Linked DNA regions of Mus musculus: region 1 is linked to region 2. A link is a contact called in public promoter capture Hi-C data. All regions are on one chromosome and are shown on one strand. The core of a region is the stretch at or near the end of the contact, and the rest is flanking DNA. Distances in the headings are between cores, read along the strand shown.

The links. Promoter capture Hi-C pulls out the DNA fragments that hold promoters and counts their contacts.
Region 1: a promoter capture Hi-C map of frontonasal cranial neural crest shows a contact between it and region 2, with 4 times the contacts expected there. The contact joins the enhancer-like site here to the promoter of Klhl12 in region 2. A contact is called at or near these places in 4 of 39 promoter capture datasets (the 3T3-L1 cell line, cranial neural crest, embryonic stem cells and 1 more), 1 of 484 Hi-C or Micro-C datasets (the G1E-ER4 cell line) and 3 of 9 other capture datasets (adipose tissue, embryonic stem cells and liver).

The regions. Positions count from the first base shown.
Region 1 is chr1:134,828,384-134,831,317 of GRCm38.p6, reverse strand. All of the region lies in intron 18 of Ppp1r12b (protein phosphatase 1, regulatory subunit 12B), which reads left to right. Among named protein-coding and RNA genes, the nearest start is that of Gm32670, 56 kb to the right of the region's middle. Within about 2 kb of position 1,572, at least 11 of the 459 cell types and tissues checked have an H3K27ac peak or open chromatin away from gene starts, as enhancers often do.
Region 2 is chr1:134,453,955-134,457,077 of GRCm38.p6, reverse strand. It overlaps Klhl12 (kelch-like 12), which reads right to left and starts at 1,547. Exons shown (of 12, transcript NM_001311136.1): 1 at 1,413-1,547.

The DNA of each region.
Region 1 (2,934 bases), core at 323-2,822, 370 kb before region 2:
GTCCATTTTCAGCCAATTCTTTGATGCAAAATAAGACCATTTTTCTGATTTTTCACCATAGTGTTATATGGACACATTCAGTGATATTTAATTTTAAGAAAGAAACTTCAGTAGTTATTATCTCTACCATATGTCTCCACTTGGGATTAGAGCAAGATGATTCTCAGTCTATATGATTCTTTCCTCTCTTTTTAAATATTTAGGAAGATCCCTTAGTGTCTGGCCACCTGCCAGTAGCACCGTATGGCTAAGAAGGCCATCTGTGTGACCTGAGCTCTGCTGATGTCACTAAAATCCATCCCCTCTTTTTTTTTTTTTTTATGGTTTTTTTGAGACAGGGTTTCTCTGTGTAACCCTGGCTGTCCTGGAACTCACTTTGTAGACCAGGCTGGCCTCGAACTCAGAAATCCACCTGCTTCTGCCTCCCGAGTGCTGGGATTAAAGGTGTGCGCCACCACGCCCGGTTCCATCCCCTCTTTTAAGTACTGATGAAATTGTAACCAAGATTTATTTACATGAAATTCATAGCCAAGAACAGTGCAGATGTTTTCTCATGCACAGAGTAGATGATGAAGAAGACAGTCACATGTTATTGTTCTTGTGTCTGTAAAGAATACAATAAGAAGTCTACAGACCTTGCTTAATAAGTAAATAAATGGTCACAACCAACTCCACTGGTAAATCCACCAGCTAGAGAAACTGCCAAAGACTGTGTAACCTGAAAGCTTAGTTCCTCCTTGTTTAAACAGTTCAGTTTCATAGCTGCATTAGGTAACAGGTAGTCTCTGGAAATCTTTAGATACCTTGTCTTACTAAGTCAGAAACCCCTGGATTAAAATGTTAATATGAATGCCTGTATTCCAGAGTGTGCGTGATGTTTTCTATAGAGCAGTCCCTCTCCATCCATGGGGAATGAATGCCTAAAACCCCCAGGGCTGCCTAAAATTGAAAGTAGAGCTGTACGTTCTGTGCTGTGCTTTCTCTTGTGCACCTCTGATTTTAGCCGACAAGTTGGTCAAGATAAGCAGCAATAAAATGGAATATTTGTAGCTGTATACTGAATAAAATGAACATCATTACTCTTATATTGCAGGATATCACTTAGTAAAATAAGGGTGACTGGAGCACAGGCACTGGAATCTTGATGCCTTTGAAGTTGAGCTGATTGCTAAGAAGGCAGGACAGAGCAGGATTGTGTGAGATTTTAACACACACGTTTTAAAATGTATGAGTTGACTAGTCTGGAATTTCCACTTAATATTTTCAAGACAGTCTGACTATAAGTAGCTAAACCTAAGCAAAGCTAAACTGCAACAAAGGTCTGAACGGCTGTTGTGGTGGGGGCAGGCCAGAGTGTCAGTGGCTACTGTGGTGGGGTCACCCTAGAGTATCCGCTCTGGACAGAGCAGCCAGAGGAACAGTGCTTGGATCCTTTCCATCTGTTCCTGCCTTCATTTCTGGCCTGTCTTTTCCTTGACATGAAGTTTGCTTGTTTTTCCTCATCTGCTGTTGTGGGCGGCAGTAGGTTTCCCAGCCCAATCCTGTTGTATCATTGACTTTATCACTAGAGGGCACAAGTAGTCAGCAGAAAAGACTTTAGTGAGCAAGCAGAGTCATGCCCTAAAAAGAAGCAGGCAGAACCAAAGACAGATTGCTTTTGTTCTACGGGACTTGTTGAAGAAGCTTATTCAGTACAGTAAAGACATTTCCCTTGTAACTTTTTGTATCATGAGTTACAAGATAATTCAGAGGTAACTTGGTTCAAGAACCTACTCTCATAGTTAAGAAAACTAAGGCCTCCACAGCCAGCATCTGCTGATACCTGAGTTTTTGATCTTAGCCATTCTGACTGCTGTGAGGTAGAATCTCAGGGTTGTTTTGATTTGCATTTCCCTGATGATTAAGGATGTTGAACATTTTTTTAGGTGCTTCTCAGCCATTTAGTATTCCTCAGTTAAAAATTCTTTGCTTAGCTCTGTACCCCATTTTTAATAGGGTTATTTGGTTTTCTGGAGTCCAACTTCTTGAGTTCTTTATATATGTTGGTTATTAGCCCCCTATCTGATTTAGGATTGGTAAAGATCTTTTCCCAATCTGTTCGTTGCTGTTTTGTCTCATTGACAGTGTCCTTTGCCTTACAGAAGCTTTGCAATTTTATGAAGTCCCATTTGTCAATTCTTGATCTTACAGCACAAGCCATTGCTGTTCTATTCAGGAGTTTTTCCCCTGTGCCCATATCTTCGAGGCTCTTTCTCACTTTCTCCTCTATAAGTTTCAGTGTCTCTGGTTTTATGTGGCGTTCCTTGATCCACTTAGACTTGAGCTTTATACAAGGAGATAAGAATGGATCAGTTTGAATTCTTCTACATGCTAACTGCCGGTTGAGCCACCAACATTTGTTGAAAATGCTGTCTTCTTTTCACTGGATGGTTAGATAGAGGAACACTCCTCCATTGCTGGTGGGATTGCAAGCTGGTAATCAGATTGCAAGTCTGGAAATCAGTTTGGTGATTCCTCAGAAAATTGGACATAGTTCTACTGGAAGATTCAGCAATATTACTCCTGGGCATATACCCAGAAGATGCTACAACTTGTAATAAGGACATATGCTCTACTATGTTCATAGTAGCCTTATGTATAATAGCCAGAAGCTGGAAAGAACCCAGATGTCCCTCAACAGAGGAATGGATACAGAAAATGTGGTACATTTACACAATGGAGTACTACTCAGCTATTAAAACCAATGAATTCATGAAATTCTTAGACAAATGGATGGATCTGGAGGATATCATCCTGAGCGAGGTAACCCAATCACAAAAGAACACACATGATATGCACTCACTTATAAGTGGATATTAGCCCAGAAACTCAGAATACCAAAGATACAATTTGTAAAACACATGAAACTCAAGAAGAAGGAAGACCAAAGTGTAG
Region 2 (3,123 bases), core at 298-2,797:
ATTCTCCCTGGGATTTTCCTCCTCAGAACACTTTCTAGGGGATGCAATGAAGGTGCTTATGAAAACTGTCCTTTGAGGATGCAAAACTTTCTAAAATGAACCAAAGAAAAAAGAAACTATTCATCTAAAGTCTACAATCCTAATTTCCTAAGATTAAAACTGAGATTCTACATTGTCATCTTTTGTTCAGTAGCTCCTTCAAAAGGACTCTGGACACTCCCCCCCCCCCCCAAACTCTGCAACATGTATTTAACCAAAAACTGAGACAACTTGCTAAAGTAAATGCTTTTTGTTTTTAAAAGGTTTGCTTAAGCTAACATAGTTTCAAACTATGAGATGCAAGAAACTGGGGATTTGCTGAATTCTCAGGAGCTGAAGATTATGAAGATTTCCTAGTGTTCTAGCACAAGGCCCAGCCTGTGATTAAACTTTAAGATTTGTTTCATAAATGACAGTAACCTCAGGGCTGCAACTTTCCTCCTAGCACAAAGCCTGACCATATATTCACCATTCAAAAACTACACATTCTAGAACAGCTAATATGTAAATAGAGGGGTTCCATTCTAAATCATTCTAGAAGGAAGAAAAAAGGCAATGAGAGAGAGAGAGAGAGAGAGAGAGAGAGAGAGAGAGAGAGAGAGAGAGAGAGAGAGAGAAAGGAGTTCTCCCCTAAGAACACCAAGCTTACCATCAAGTATTAGGGAGACCTAGGTAGGCAAGGAGTTAGATATGCGGTAATCATGGAAGCTGCAACAGTATCTTGGTAGCTGTGTCTCCCGGTTAAGCAGGGACTACACTAAGGTTCCCATGGTCAAAATCTGTAAAACTGTATTTGGGATGTTCCACCAAGGCAAACGATACTTAACAAATTGCCAAAACCGCGTTAAAGGGTCTGCATTCTCAAAAGGCACTGGCTTCATTACAATGTGTTGGAGTTTCCAAATCTCCCACCCCATACCTTGCTTTTTTTTTTTTTTTTCAAGATTGCTGGGGATAAATGCCTTACAAGAGGAGGTGAAGACCACTATAATTTGGGAGGGAAAGGGAATTATCTTACCTTCATGCATGAATATACCTTACACCTCACTAATATTCTTAAGAAACTTCTTTAAAACCCCAATGCGCTACTGCCTACCTTCGGAGGAAGCCCACTCCAATCTTTGGAGTGTGTAGCTTTACTAAATAAACGTCCCCTTACTGTTTCTCAGCTGAATTCTTTCCTCCCAGGTTAAACCTTCTCCCGGGGCAGGCGGCAGCTGCTCCGGAGAAGCCGAGAAGGCAGCGCTATGCCTGCAGCGCCCCAGCTCATCTCCTACCGACCCGGGCTGGGGGGGGTACCCGGGTTGGGGGAAGGCCGCGCCCCCGGCTGAGGGCAGAGGGAAAGGCCGTGTGTCAGGGCCGCGCTCACTCACCAGGGCTCCTGGGCCGTCCGAGCCGAGGTGCTAGGCGCCGGGCTCCCAGGCGGCTGAGCAGCCGGAGCGCCGCCGCTGCCGCCCGGACCAGCCGCTGCGGAGCAGTCTCCGTGGTAAACTCCAGTCTCGGAGTACGGCGACCGCGCGGCATGATGACGTCACGCCACGGGAGGGGCGGGCCTCTCCTGGGTTACGTCACCTTAGGAGGCCGAGCCAAGAAGTCCTGCTTACCTGAGAGCTCAGAAAAAGAGACCTGAGAGTGGGTAGACGGGTGGGTGGGGAGTGCCGCGTGTGACAGTGCGCTGGAGGCCAGAAGGACCCAAGACTGGCGGTCCCCACGCGGTATGGCAGGCGCTAGGCTGCGTTCCTGCCACACTCGGGAGACCCACGGGGTTTCAGAGTTCTCTAGGTCGGTTTCTGAAGAATCAGGCTCCGCTTCACCATAGGGAGGACTTTCCCATCCCGGATAACCACAGGGTCCTAAATGTGCCTGTCACCATGAGGCGATTGCTTCCTTCACTCCAAGGAAAAGGAACTTGTGGATTGACTGAGCCACCAGAAATGGGTCGCAGTAGGGGAAACTGCAAAGACCCTTCTCAAAGAAGACGCCACAGCCATCTCCTCTCCTCTGACTCACCATGGTCGTTCATTAGTGCTGCGGTTCTTAGGACGTTTGCTTTTCGTTGATTTTGACTTTTTGCCTTTGGCTGAGAAGGGAAAGATGTTTCTTGTTCCAGTATAGATGAATGACTAATTGGATTATCCAGTTTTCCTTTGCACGGCGTTTGGTTCTTAGGGATAGTAAAGTGTAGTCAAGAGGGCAGCGTCTTCGTTTTACATAGTGTTTTCTTCGTGTCATAGCTTCTTGATCCCAAACTGTTCCTGACATTTAAATATGGTGGACAGAGTGCAGAATTGATAGAAAATGTTGAGGGCACTCTGGAAATAGTTGTTAAAATGATCAATGTAGATCTATTTTGTCTAGGTTTTGTAGTGTAGTCATCAGACTTCAGGGCAGGAATGCTTCCCCACCAAATCTGGACCCAGAACTACTACAGCAGATGAACTTAAGGTAGCTAGAACAGAAGCTAACGATCTTGGGCACCAGGCACATACATGGTGCTCATGTATACATGTAGGCAAACCATTTATGCACATAAAATCTTAAAATTACAAAACATATCTACTGGTTCTCCTGGTCTTCTCTGGCTACTTCTGCTTTTATATATGCATTTCCCCTAGTAACATCTTTGCCCTTTTTCTTTCATCTAGGCAAATGCTTTCCTGATGAGCAGAAAAACACACAAATTCTTTAAGAATTTCTGTGAGAGCTAGACATTACACGTGCATACCCACACTTGGGAGACTAAAGCAGGAGAGAACAAATTCAAGGGGAGAAAACAATAACAACTAAAGCTGAAAATGTGGCTGGCATGTGAAAGGCCCAAGACAGGTGAAGGTCAGAGGGTTGAGAGTTTCTTTGTTTTTGTTTTTAAGATTTTATTTATTTTATGTATATGAGTACATCTTTTAAGCAAGTAAATATGAATTAGTGTGGTTTGAAACCAAGAAAGGTTAAAGTGTACTTGCACACGTATGGATATTCTTGGAGCCATAAGAGAGAAAAATGGCCTAAAGAGGAGGTTGTGTGCATTCCAGGGGTGAGATGAGGGAAGGAAGGAGAAAATAGGACAGCGAGGAGGCACAGACA